3 separate regions of the Gossypium hirsutum genome follow, and regions 2 and 3 are each linked to region 1. Evidence: chromatin contacts called from public Hi-C data. All regions are on one chromosome and are shown on one strand. Each heading gives the region's core, a stretch centred on a gene start, on an enhancer-like site or on the middle of the called end of the contact. The rest is flanking DNA. Distances are from core to core; before and after follow the strand shown. Region 1 holds the start of LOC107952941. Region 2 holds the start of LOC107952938. Region 3 holds the start of LOC107952936.

Region 1 (4,279 bases), core at 347-2,846:
TTTGTACTAACTTTGTGATTAATATTGAATAGTTATGCTAAGGGGTGGATATTAATTGTTAAGCCTAGTTTAAACCTCTTTATTAATTATATTATTGGTAGTATCATCCTCCATTAATGATTTAGTACTTACACGTAAACCAAACTTGACGTTAAATGCCCCACCGTCCATCTAATTGCTGCCATTAAAACTCGACCTCTTGCACTCACTTCTCAAAACACACGCCATTAATCACTATCATCATCCATAGTTAAAAAGTGAAACCCTTCCATGCCGACTGCGCTTTCCCACCAATGTTTCATTTATTTCCCAAAAGAAAAACAAGACGAAAGGACGACCACCTCTCCCCTGTCCCTTATAAAAGTACTGGGAAAATAAAAGAAACTTGTCCCAAAACTTCCCATTATTACGTTTTAAGTAAGAGCATGCAATGAGAAATGTGCAACATTGACAGCATGGGACCACATCCCCTGGTTTAGCTGACGGACTTCTGCTATATTAAATAATTGAATTATTCATCAGATTAATGATTTGTTATTTGCAGTTATTATTAAATTTTCAACTATTAAAATAGAAATACAAAAAATTTGATAAAATGATGGCTTACCTATTCAACATTTTATTGAATATTGTCCATTTATCATTTTCAAATATTTTACTAAAAATTCTATATAAAAGGGCTAATAACACTATCGAGTAAATATAATTCTGTATAATATTTGTTATAAGCATATGTTAAAGGGCAAACAACAATGAGATGTTTCAGAGTTGGAATAGATTTTCGCAGTTTCCTTCACTCTTCACAACCGACAAATCACTGCTTTTCCTCTTCTTCTCTCTTTGGTTGCATTAATTGTACAACCTTAATACCATAATTTCTTAGTCCAAATAAAATTAGAAAGATAAAAATCAAAAATGGAAAATATAATTCTGTTCTTATAGGTGTATTTTAAAGAAAAGATAGGAAAACTAAAAAAAATTGTAATTTTTTAAATTAAAATAAGATAAGAAAATAAAATGTTTAAAAAAATCATAATTTTAAATTAAAATACACATTCTTATCATCATGTCAATTTGGAATTATTGATTTTTATACATTAAAATAAAAAATGATCATCTCTCTTAATTTCTTTCATCTCACTTTTCGTTTGTATCAAATAAACTCAAAACCAGATTAATGATCAAACCGATAAGTTTATTATCAAATTGATTTGATTGATCCATATAATTTGATTAAATAAAAAATTAAAAATAAATAAAATTAATTTTTAGTACATTTCGTATTTGTTCGCAAGTCAATTAATTTAATTTTTTTGAATTTATATTCTAATCAATTCTAAGGAGTCGAGCTTAAAAAAAAGTCAAGAAGCCGTACAATGGCAAAAAATATATATAAATATTGTAATTAAATTTACCGTAATTTATTTAATTAATAAAAAATTCAAAACTTGAATGTGTGAAACTTTGAAGCCGTACAATGTCAAAAAATTCAAAGCTCCAAATCTTTTAACACGTAACCTCCACATTAACAACATCGTTAAAAGATAATAGTTTAATCAACATTTTCTTTAAAAGTATGAATATTCTTTATTTTTCATACAACTTTGGGAAACTATCATGTAATCTGGGTTTCTTTTGTTTATATGTTTGGTCTCTGAGAAAACCAACAACAACCCAGCAACTTGGCTTTTAAAAGGAAACTTATGAGAACCGTCAATTCAGCTTCCTTTTCTTATTTTTCCTCCTTAGCTCTCCATTTCTGGGTTCCCAAAGTTGGCTTCATATAAATATATGAGTAAGCGAGTTTGTTGATGCTGATGGCTGTTGCCAAGAGTCGTGAGGGGATATTTTAGCTCTTAAAAGAAAAGAAATGGTTTAAGCAAGTAAATTGCTTCTGGCGTGACGTCGTTTTCTATAATTTTGGCGTGTTGGGACCCTGAATGACTTAAAAAAATGACCGAGTCAACCAAAGTAAGGTTGGTTTTGTGTCCAAAGTGCGAAAACCTTCTTCCAGAACTTGCAGAATATTCTGTTTACAAGTGTGGTGGCTGCGGTGCTGTTCTTCGAGGTACTTTTCTCTCTTTATGTTTTTCTTTATTTTACTACTTTTTTTGTTTGGCTGATGAGAAAGTTGTTGAACCCAAGAGACACAAATCTGTCTCTACCCTCATCCTGTCATGTATCTGTGTTAACTTGAAATTTTGCTTATTAGAGTAGTTTGAAATAATTTAAGGCTTTGGATTCCAGTTTCCTGTTTTAGTTCGGTCCTTTTGCAATCAAATGAGCATAATTTCTTGCATGAAATTGATAGTGGAATGTTGTTTGATTAACAGCAAAAACTGAGAATTGTGAACCAGAAACTTCCTCTGAGAAGTTGGAAGAAGACAGGCTCGGCCAAGTTCCTACCAAGTTCCGTATTTTTTCGGAGAAGGATATAGTAGACTCATGTGATGCGGGTGGTAAATCAACCGCTGGCTCTTTCAGGTGTGATACAACTAGGAATGAACCTAAACTTGCTGCTGATAAGTGCTGTGTTGACAAAGGTAATGATATTAGTGCAAATAAGGATGAGGTGGTAAATTTAACTGGAACAGGAAACCAGAGTTTCGATTCCAAATTTGGGCATACTGGTGGATCACAAATACTGGGAGACGTTCCTGATTGGGAAGCTGGGAAGCAAGAAGAGATGGAGGGTTTTCCGAGAATTCCAAGAGATGTTACCGAAGACCATCCGGATGAAGGCCCATCAAACCGCCAGTTAGATGCTTCTTATGGGTTGCAGGCTCAAACTGACCAGGATGGTTCTGGTAGAATTCTCCTCGAAGAAGATCGAGCTATGCTTCTGAGGAAGCTAGATGAGATAAAGGAGCAACTTAGTAGGTCCTGTAATGTGGTAGATAAACCAAAAGATAAGGTTCCACTTGATGGGAGGGTTGCTCCTCCAGAGTCATTTGGTGGTGTTGGTTCCTGGTTTCCAAATGGTTCTTCCGCATCACAAAACCCTTCATTACCTTTCTATGGACCTGATGAAGATGGTTCTAGGGCAGGAACCTCTTACTTTGCTCAGTTTCCAGAATCGGATGCTTATCCTGTTGCGAATGCAATGACTCCACATGGACGGCATCCTCGAATGCTTGATCCAAATCATGTTCCTGCATATTTTGGACCCCGAGTGCTTGGAAGAACCTCGCATCAGTTGCCAGGGGAATACCAACAGCTGCCGCCACATCCATACTTAACTAGACAGTACAATGGAAGTGATCATCACCAATTCATGCCATACCCGCAAAGTTCAGTGTTGCATCATGCTTCTTGTTCTTGTTTTCACTGTTACGAGAAACATCAGCAAGTTCCAGCTCCTGTTCCGACCTCTGCATTTGGCAATAGAAGATTCCCTGATATGCCTAGTAATCCAATGTACCATGTTGAGAACCCTGGGACTTTAGGTTCTAGGACTGCAATGCCTCCTCCATTGAATGTACATGGTACGCAAGCACATGCTAGATTGCCAAGAGACATTAACTCAGAAACAGGTGGTGGTGTTCAGGGCTGTCCACAGAGGATGGTGTTGGCCGGTGGTGGACGCCGTTTATGTCCTATGGCTGGTGGTGCTCCATTTACAACATGCTATAATTGCTTTGAACTACTACAAATGCCCAGGAAACTTCAGCTCATGGTAAAAAATGAACAGCAAGTGCGGTGTGGAGCCTGTTCTACCGTGATAAACTTTCTCATCACCAACAAGAAGCTTGTTCTTCGTGATCATGCAAAAGCGATGGAAATTTCTGTGGAGGCTGGTGATATCTCTAATGAAGTTGCAAAGGATTGCTCCTCACATTTCCGTGGCCATGCGAACCAAATATCTGCTAACTTTTCGTCTGATGACTATGATCTTTCTGGTTATGAGTTTCAGTCAATGGATAGAGAACCTAATGCATTGTCAATGGGTAAGGCTTTGAACTCAGTCAAAGCTCAGGATATGCGAAGCATTTGTTCTTCATCTCCAAGCATCTCTCAGGATGAAAACAGTCCAAACAGAGAGAAGGTGAATTCTATTGATCAACCGATCAAATCCATTTTGGCTCCCCCACCTGCAGGCTCACCTCTTCAAGAGCACTTTGATTACTCTACTAACAATCGTGCAGTCAACATATTTGGGAAGGGAAATCATAGTAATCGCCCTGATCTGGAGATCGTTGTGTCAAACAATGGTACCACACGACAAAGTTCTTTTAAAGAAGCACCATTGCCTACTGAGATGGAGGTGGCGTTCAATGAG
Region 2 (3,952 bases), core at 1,161-3,660, 140 kb before region 1:
GTACTCCTCTTTAGTAAGAACACCATTCAGAAAAGTATTGTTAACATCAACCTGCCAATTTTTGGAGGCAGCAACAGACAAAATAGTCTGCCTAGTAGCAGATTTAACCATTAGACTGAACATTTCTTTAAAATCACACAGTGGTACATGATAACAGCCTTTTTTCCACTAATCGAGCCTTACGACGAGCTACAGTACCATCAGGATTCTTCTTCACTTTGGAAAGCCATTTAAAACCAATCGTCTTTCTACTAAGCAGCAAGGGAACTAGTTCTCAGGTGGAATTTTTAATCAAAGCATCATACTCAGCTTGTACACAACTGCCACTCCTCACTAGCAAATACTTCAATAATCGTGTGTGGCTCATGATCAACAACTTCAACAGACAATGCTTTGGTTTAAAAACTTTCACTTTGGACCGTGTAACCATGTAATGTGTATTACCCATAAATGGAGGGATAGAAGAAGTAGTTGGAGTGGTAGCAGTCGGAGCAACATGACTTGAATCCTCCGGTGTAGTAGACAGAGTGTCTTGATCATAACTAACAACACCCAATTCAATCTTTGAGTCTACCGGTTCCGTTGTGGTACGAGAATCAGTGTTAATAAACAAGTCACGGAACAAAGATTTGGGACTTGATAATTCAGCAGGTCTATCAGATAAAGACTGCACAATAGGAACATATGTGGAGACACACCCACCGGACTGGGAAGGAACCACAAAATTCTCAAGGTACATTGACATTCATCAAACACGTGTCCAAAAACAATAATCCTACCATCCGGTGTAAGACATTGATAACCTTTATATTGAGGACTATATCATAAAAACGTGCACGACTGAGAATGAAATTCTAGCTTGTGATTATGAAACAGGTGCAGATATGGGAAACAACAACACCCAAACACTCGTAAATGATCATACGTTCGGTCCTTACCATGAAGAATCTTATAAAGAGACTAACCTTTCAAGACCAAAGTAGGCAGTCGATTTATTAAATGTACAACACAAATGAAAGCATAACCTCAAAATTCCATAGGTAGATTCGCTTGAGCCAAAAGAGTAAGACCCATTTCAACAATATGTCTGTGTTTCTGTTCAGCCACAACATTCTGTTCTAACATATATGGGCACGAGAGCCTATGAATAATACCATGTTTAGCCAGAATTACCGTGAAAGCTCGAAACTCACCACCCTAATTACTTTGAAATTGTTTGATATCTTTCCCAAACTAAGTTTTAACCAACTTCTGAAATTGAATAAAACAATCAATGGCCTAAGACTTACGCCGAATGAAAAATAGCCAAGTAAAACAACTAAACATATCAACAAACAAGACATAATACCAATTACTTCTACAAACAAAAGATGGATGTCCCCATAAGTCGAAGACAACCAAGTCAAAAGGATTAGTATATTTAGTAGTAGAGTTTGAAAAAGGAAACTTATGAGACTTTCCTTTTTGAACAGCAGTAAAAATATTATTAAGACAAACTTTATTCGAAACAATTTGACATTTATCTAAAACTGATTTAACAATACGGGCGGAGGGATGACCAAGTCGACGGTGCCATAGTGCAAAAATGTCACAACTGGCGGAGCTAGTTTGAAGTCCAGTGTTATGAACAGAAGGAAAAACACCATTAGAAGCAACCAGTGAGAAATGATAGAGTCCATCATGAGTGTGGCCCGTAACAAAATTTCCTAAGTGTAGATGTCCTTAATAACACAATGAAACGAGTGAAATTCAAAAAGAAGACATTGTTTTCTTTAGAAAACTAGGAAACAAATAACAATTTTTTTCATATATTCGACATACACAAAATATTAGACAGATAGAGCAACTTATTTTTTGTAGGCTAGGTAGAATGTCCGACACGCGTAATTTTTACAAGGTGTCCAATCACCTATAAAAAGAGGAGATGTATCTGAGTATGGTGTAGAATCATTCAAAGCAGAGGCCTCATTGCAAGCATGATGCGTAGCTCCCGAATCAGGATACCACGATGAAGTCCCTATGGTTATAGGAATAGAAGAATCAACATTATCAAAATTGGACCCATACTAGGTCGTATTCACATTAAACTTAGCGGTGTTCGAGAAATCCGACGTAGGCACATCAGAAACCCGTGGCAACGCAACACATGGTAGGGAATAAAAAAAAAGTCAGATCTAAGGCCCTAACTCTAGAAGTTGGCCCAAGAAGAACACACGCTCTAAGCTTTGTTAATCACGGAACACTCGATCCACCATACAGTCCGCCATTTGGCCTATGAATACCCACATCGTTGACATCTAGGCACCCAATACCTTGTTCATGACTAGGTGGGCCCCCAAAGCTAACAAAATTAGCACTCAGCCCAAGTCTTTGACTAGCATCATGTGGCCTAAAAAAGTGGCCTACACCATTCGACCTAGCAATGCCACCATGTGGCCCAAAACTCTGGCTTGTAACAATTGGCCTAGTAAGGCCCACACCATATGACCCAATACCCATAACGTCAAAAAGGTTATGTGAAACCCTAAAATTTGTCATATGTAACACGACCACATCTGGTGGTATACCCTCCCACCATCGGCCATGACTGAAACCTGGTGGAGCCATCATCGACAATGGCCCGAATGGACCTAGAACCTTTGGAGGGAAGGAGAAACCACCATTGGCAGCATCCTCGCGTCGACTCGTAGTACTTGAACCAAAAACATCGCACAACCTCTTCCGTCACTTGTAATCAGAGCCCACGCAGTCGAAGCCCAAGCCACCATCGGCGCAGAGGGTTGTCGTAGTACTTATTGAATCGATAATAACAACGCTGTGCCAAGTGCCCAAACTGACCACAAATTTGGCACTGGATCTAAGAGCGAAATCCCCTCCCACGGTCACCAGTAGAGAAGCGACCACCACGCGCGAGTTCCACCACTATCGGCGTTGGAGCGGCCTTTATCAGATTTGTATAAAACGACACCTCCTGTGCCACACGAGTCTGTCGACTCTCATATTCCAACAGAATATCCACAAGTCTTTGCATGGGAAGAGGTTCGGACGAGAACGACGAACGGGTGAGAACGGCATTGTAATTTAGTGTTAAGCCCGCAAGAACAATCTGCACCTTCTCAACCTCCGAGATTCGAGATCCAAATGCTTCGATCAAGGCACAAGTATTCTGAATCTTAGCCACATATCCTTTAATTGACATATTACCTTTTTTAATTGAAAGCAACTCATGTTTAATGCAAGATAATTTGGCTTCAGTCAAAGCGGTGAACAGGCAGTTTGCGGTACCCAGACATCATATGAAGACTTTGAATCTGTAAAACAAGAGAGAAGAGCACCACTTATTATGGACAAAAACCAGAATGCAAGCAACTTATCTTGCTGATGGAACAACGATGCCTCTGGATTTGGAACCAGAGGACCCTCCGGAGATGGAATAAACCATGGTGGAGCAGGTAAGGTACCTTCAATAAACTTTGTTAACTCATAAGCTTCAACAATCAATTTTATGTATTGTTGCCATTGTACAAAGTTACCTTCATCTAATTTGACAGTATCATGTTGAGGGAAGCATTGAACTAATCGAGAATTTGACAGTACATTGGACGGATTACCATTGTTTGCAAAAACAGAATCAATCAAGTTAGCCATGAAAGCGCAGCACGAGTAAGTCTCCAGGATTTAGGCGAAAGATACCATGTAAGTATATGCAAAGAATTCAACAGAAAAGGAAATGATTGAAATGAATTGAGAAAATTGATTTATTATTGTCTATTTTGATACAGTTTATCAAGTGTATTTATATACAATTTACAAAGGGATAACTACGACTAACAACTTGTGAACAGCTCACTAACAATACTAACAGCCTAACAAATTCTTTACTAATGATGATATACTCTAACATGGGAAACTTCACAAATCTATTTTCAAATGTTTGGTTAGAGTGTTGGAA
Region 3 (4,573 bases), core at 222-2,721, 200 kb before region 1:
ATTAATTTTTTTATATAATTTTTAAATATATATAATACATAAAAAATACTAAAAAATTAAAATAAATGTTGCCGAACAAATTGAAAATGAATTAAAATATATATATTTAAATAATACTGAGATACGTGCAACTTAACAAGCAAATACCTCTAAAGTAGTAACAAAATTAACAATAAACCAAGAGTTATACAATATCCAAATAATAACAATAAAATAGTAGCAAAATAGTGAAAAAAAAAGAAAAAATAATAAAAAAGCAAGAAAACAACAAAAAAATAGCAATTTTTTTTGTTGCATATTCAGGCCGGCTTGGGAAAAAAAGGCTTACCCAAGGCCCGATCCATTTTCTAAATGGGACTTATTTTTTTGCCCAAGATTATTTTTCAAGCTTATATTTTAATCAAATCCTCTCACTTTTCGAACGGGCCTTCAGGCTGAGTCGGGTGGCCCGACTTATGGATAAGTCTATTTAGAAGACAATCTAATAATATTGTCAAATGATAATATTAATTTAATTTAATTTTCATGTATATCCATATATATATAATTTGTAATAAATAATAAAAGTAATATAAAAAATTACCTAGGGATGAAATTTATTAAAACATTTAAAAAATAAAAATTAATTATTATTTCTATATATCTATATTATTATTATTTAAGTCTTTAATTAAGTTCGTGTCATGAGTCAATCGATTACAAATTTAATAAGAAAAATTATGAAGAATATGAGTTATGTATTTAAAATAAGATATATTATTTGAGATATTTTAATCTTTTTATTAATATCGTACATATTTCATATGTTATTATGGGTAATTAAAGTTGAATCAAGTTGTGGTCTGTTATTTTGAAGATCGACAAATGAAATTACTAAGTTTGGTGAAGTCTAAATGATGACACTTAATAAGGGATGATGGGGGTAGGGTAAGAAATGGGTTAATATGATTAGTTGAATTTGGATGTGTCAATGAGCAGATTATCATATTAAGTAAGGCGGCTGGCTGACTCCTTAGTCATTGCAATTTTCATGTCTTTTTGCTTCTGCAAAGAGCCAAACCATTAAATCATCACCAAATCAATAATGCCATTGATTTAGAGAGCTCATAGACAGCTAAAAGGCAATCAAATAAACTAAAGAAGGTGAGCTGGGTTTGTGCTAACCACGTTTAAGGATTTGTAGCCCAACTAATCCTGGCCCATCATCATTATATGGTAACTGAAAAAGAACCTGATTTTGTTATCGACTTTTACGGCATCATAACTATTCACGTCACATGGGAGCTTTGGGCTTTTGAGTTTCTGATAATATCATAACCATGGTTTTAAACATTTTGTATGATGAGGGACGATGGCATGCTGTTGCTTCACTAGTACTTTCAATTTCTTCTTTCTTTTGCTTGCTTCAGCCTTGGATGGGATAATGGATTGCACATGGCAATGTATGTATGGCATGCAATATGAGACTGTGGGGTACTCAACAGCTAAGCGTCTCAGTTTCAATTCCAACCAAAACTTTCCTTTAAAGCAAACATACCCCCACACACACACACCCCAAAAAAAAAAACAAAAAAAGTGAAAGAAACTAAAATGATGTTGTCCAAACACAATTAAAAAAGGAGAGGCCTACCTTCCATTCTATACCATTCCAAATAGTTCCTCAAACTTTCTTCTTCCACAGCCAAGAGTAATTTGTAGAAAGAAGCAAAAACAAGAGAATAAAGTGCAAATGATGAAGTTTAAAAAGTTATAACACAGGAAGGTCTTGAATGGTGGTGGGCTATGTTTTCCAACCAATGGAGTTGAATAACAAAAAACTGCCGAGTCTCATTGAGAGGGCATGGGCTTTGCACGACAGGTTGAACCATGAAATCGACGACAGTATCAGCTTCTGCAGGTATTGTTCAGACCATGGTCGCTATTGTGATATTGGGCAGACCCCATTTCTGGAAAGGAAGAGGTTGATTGCCATCAGAGATTCACTCAACCAAGTTGAGAACACGCTTTTGCATTTGCAGGTAATTTACTTTCTGTCTTCTCTTTTATTTCCCAACACTCTCAGCTCAACTCCTTTTAGATCCGAATAGTAAGATTGCTTGTCTTAATCTCAACATTGTTTCATGAGATCTAATATATTCAGATCAGATATTGGTTCTCAATATTTGATTCCTTTGATAAAAAAATGATTAATAAACAATTCAGATTACCTGTTTCAAAAGCTCTTCTTTTTGGACTCTTGTTTTTAATGGAATTATGAATTCTGTTACCTTTTGATTGATAATCTTAATTAGTGTCGAAACCTATCGAGTATAATTAGAATATTCCACCCGACTTTTAGAGGTTTTTGCCTTAATTTGATTCGCATTTGCAGTTTTTTATTATCTTAGCATTAGGCCTCCCTGGAAAATTTATGTTGATATATATCTACATGCAGAAATTGCAGTCTTGGCAGCTGAAAGATAGGCAATTGGCCCTTAGTCGATTGGAGCAAACCAGATCATGTCTCATAAAACAAGTGACACAATATGAAGGAAGACCCCTGGATGTTGTGAAAGAGTTAAGTGCTTGCTTTGGCAATGATCATGAGAATAAAACCTCAATTGACAGGGATGTGGAAGAAAGTGTTAAGAAAAATGAAGGTGAAAGCTCGAGGAGAAGGATATCTGGTTTCCTCATTTGCTGCATCAGAGTTTTATTCAGACCCTGGAAGTGGCAGAATGCTGTTGGAATTGCAGTCAATTTAATTCTGATATCAGCCAGCCTTTCGTCTACCATCAAGTTTTATCACTCCAAGCAACAACCTTATAGTAATTCACAAAGAAAAACCATTGTTTCAGCTACGTATTCAAAAGAAAAAGCAGCAGAAAAATTAGATACTTTGTTGACTATCTCAAAGATGCCTTTGGACGTGTTTTGTGGCAGGGGATGATTGTTACATCATTCATCATTAATATAAGATGAATTACAGCTCAATTTCTTCACTATTTTTTTTATAATGATATATAGTCCATTCAAGGACCATGTACATGTAAAAAAACATGATGAGCTTGGTACTGGAAATCATTTTTAGCTGTATTTATATTCGGACTCGAGTAGTTGAACTTCTGTTCCATACCAAACATGCTTTTTAACTAACAGGGTCCACATCGATTTTATTGGTTTCCTTTCGTCATTAGATTATTCCCTGTGTTAAATATTTGTTCTTTTTGTTGTGAATCAGGTTGGCACCCACACATGCCTTGTTATGACTTTTTTTTTTCCTCTTGTTTTTAGCTTTTTCAATGGAAGAATTCACAACTAATAATTCTCCAACCTTGACCTCATTAGTTGCAGGCATATTGCATGTTTTTAAGTTTCTTCAACTTGTTATTCTGCTGAACTGGCAAGTATACTCTTGCGGGCAGAAACTCTATACCGCCGCTTGTAAAACCAAGAATTATTAAGCATAGTGAGACGCTCATTGTTGCTGACATATTCTTTATCTTATGAATTGGACTTGCTTGTGATGTTCCTTGTGCAATCTTTTGAGCAACACTTTGGACAGTGAGACTTCAGTTCCTTAATCTAATCTCAAGAGGTATAATGGTTTATTTTCAGATATGTTTGATGCTGGTTTCAGGAATGTTTTTGTGGCAGGAAGCATTGCAGCAGTACCTGTCGCCTAGAAGTTGTTAAGAGCCGGCAGCAGCAGAAAGAAGCCTCCACTTTCTAGCCAAGCTTCAATGAATATCGTACACATAAACACACGATGTGACCTAACTAGTTGGCGAGGATTATATGCAGAGCAGTGAGTAGTTGCTACATAAATACGAGACTGGAAGAGGGTAAGTGATCAAACAATATATTTATGCTTTGGATGACTGCATCTTGGCACTAATTTTTTCTTTCCTGATTTCCATAAAGATCCTGCCACTTTGCAGGAAATTCCTTTTCCTTGAAGGGTACATTCCTGATTTGCTCTAGTCGCTGTAAAATGCTTAAAGCTCCCACCATTACTAATCAATACAAGTTTAATCACCATATCCATAAGTATGACTTACATGATACATGGATGAATTCTAAACGTATAAATAGTGATGATGACTAATGTATTGAAAAGTAATGGACCTGATCTCACCTCTAATAGAAAGCTTCTAGTGTGAATGACTAAATTTAGTACGAAGAATGTTTCCTAGGTCCTACCTAAAACAACATAGCTTTAGCCATCCTACTATATTTGTGTTCGTTGCAGGTCAATCTTTTGCTTTATGAGGTAGAGACAAAGAGGGAATTCAGTCAATTTGAAACAAGGATGGAAGGACAAAGGGACTGTTCACCCAACATGATTTTTGGGAAGTCCCGACTCAGTGTTGCGATTTACTCTTCATTTCCAAGAGTAAAAAGAGGAAGTAAAGTAATCAAGTAGAAGAAGAAGCAAAATTATAATCATAATAAATAACAGGAAACATTATTAATAAACCCATCACCCAGAAAAAGAAAGCGATTTTAATAGATATTATCAACAAAGCAATTTGGTTTACAAGTAGCCTGACCTAAATAAATCATTCAATTGTTGTAAACAATGATTTAGAAG

Evidence for each region. Hi-C and Micro-C count contacts between places; a contact is called where the count stands out from the background.
Region 2: a Hi-C map of leaf shows a contact between it and region 1, with 3 times the contacts expected there. The contact joins the promoter of LOC107952938 here to the promoter of LOC107952941 in region 1. A contact is called at or near these places in 16 of 34 Hi-C or Micro-C datasets (anther, callus, cotyledon and 3 more).
Region 3: a contact with region 1 is called in a Hi-C map of leaf, with 2.3 times the contacts expected there. The contact joins the promoter of LOC107952936 here to the promoter of LOC107952941 in region 1. A contact is called at or near these places in 3 of 34 Hi-C or Micro-C datasets (leaf and seedling).

What each region holds. Positions count from the first base shown.
Region 1 is chrA07:31,122,926-31,127,204 of Gossypium_hirsutum_v2.1, reverse strand. It overlaps LOC107952941, which reads left to right and starts at 1,596. Exons shown (of 5, transcript XM_016888150.2): 1 at 1,596-2,068; 2 at 2,334-4,279. The coding sequence starts at 1,954.
Region 2 is chrA07:31,262,054-31,266,005 of Gossypium_hirsutum_v2.1, reverse strand. LOC107952938 reads left to right here and starts at 2,410. Exons shown (of 4, transcript XR_001699002.2): 1 at 2,410-3,161; 2 at 3,241-3,457; 3 at 3,552-3,952.
Region 3 is chrA07:31,320,415-31,324,987 of Gossypium_hirsutum_v2.1, reverse strand. It overlaps LOC107952936, which reads left to right and starts at 1,471. Exons shown (of 2, transcript XM_016888143.2): 1 at 1,471-2,018; 2 at 2,435-3,075. The coding sequence starts at 1,770. The coding sequence ends at 2,929. It overlaps LOC107952937 (arabinogalactan protein 20), which reads right to left. Exons shown (of 2, transcript XM_016888144.2): 2 at 4,470-4,573. The coding sequence ends at 4,567.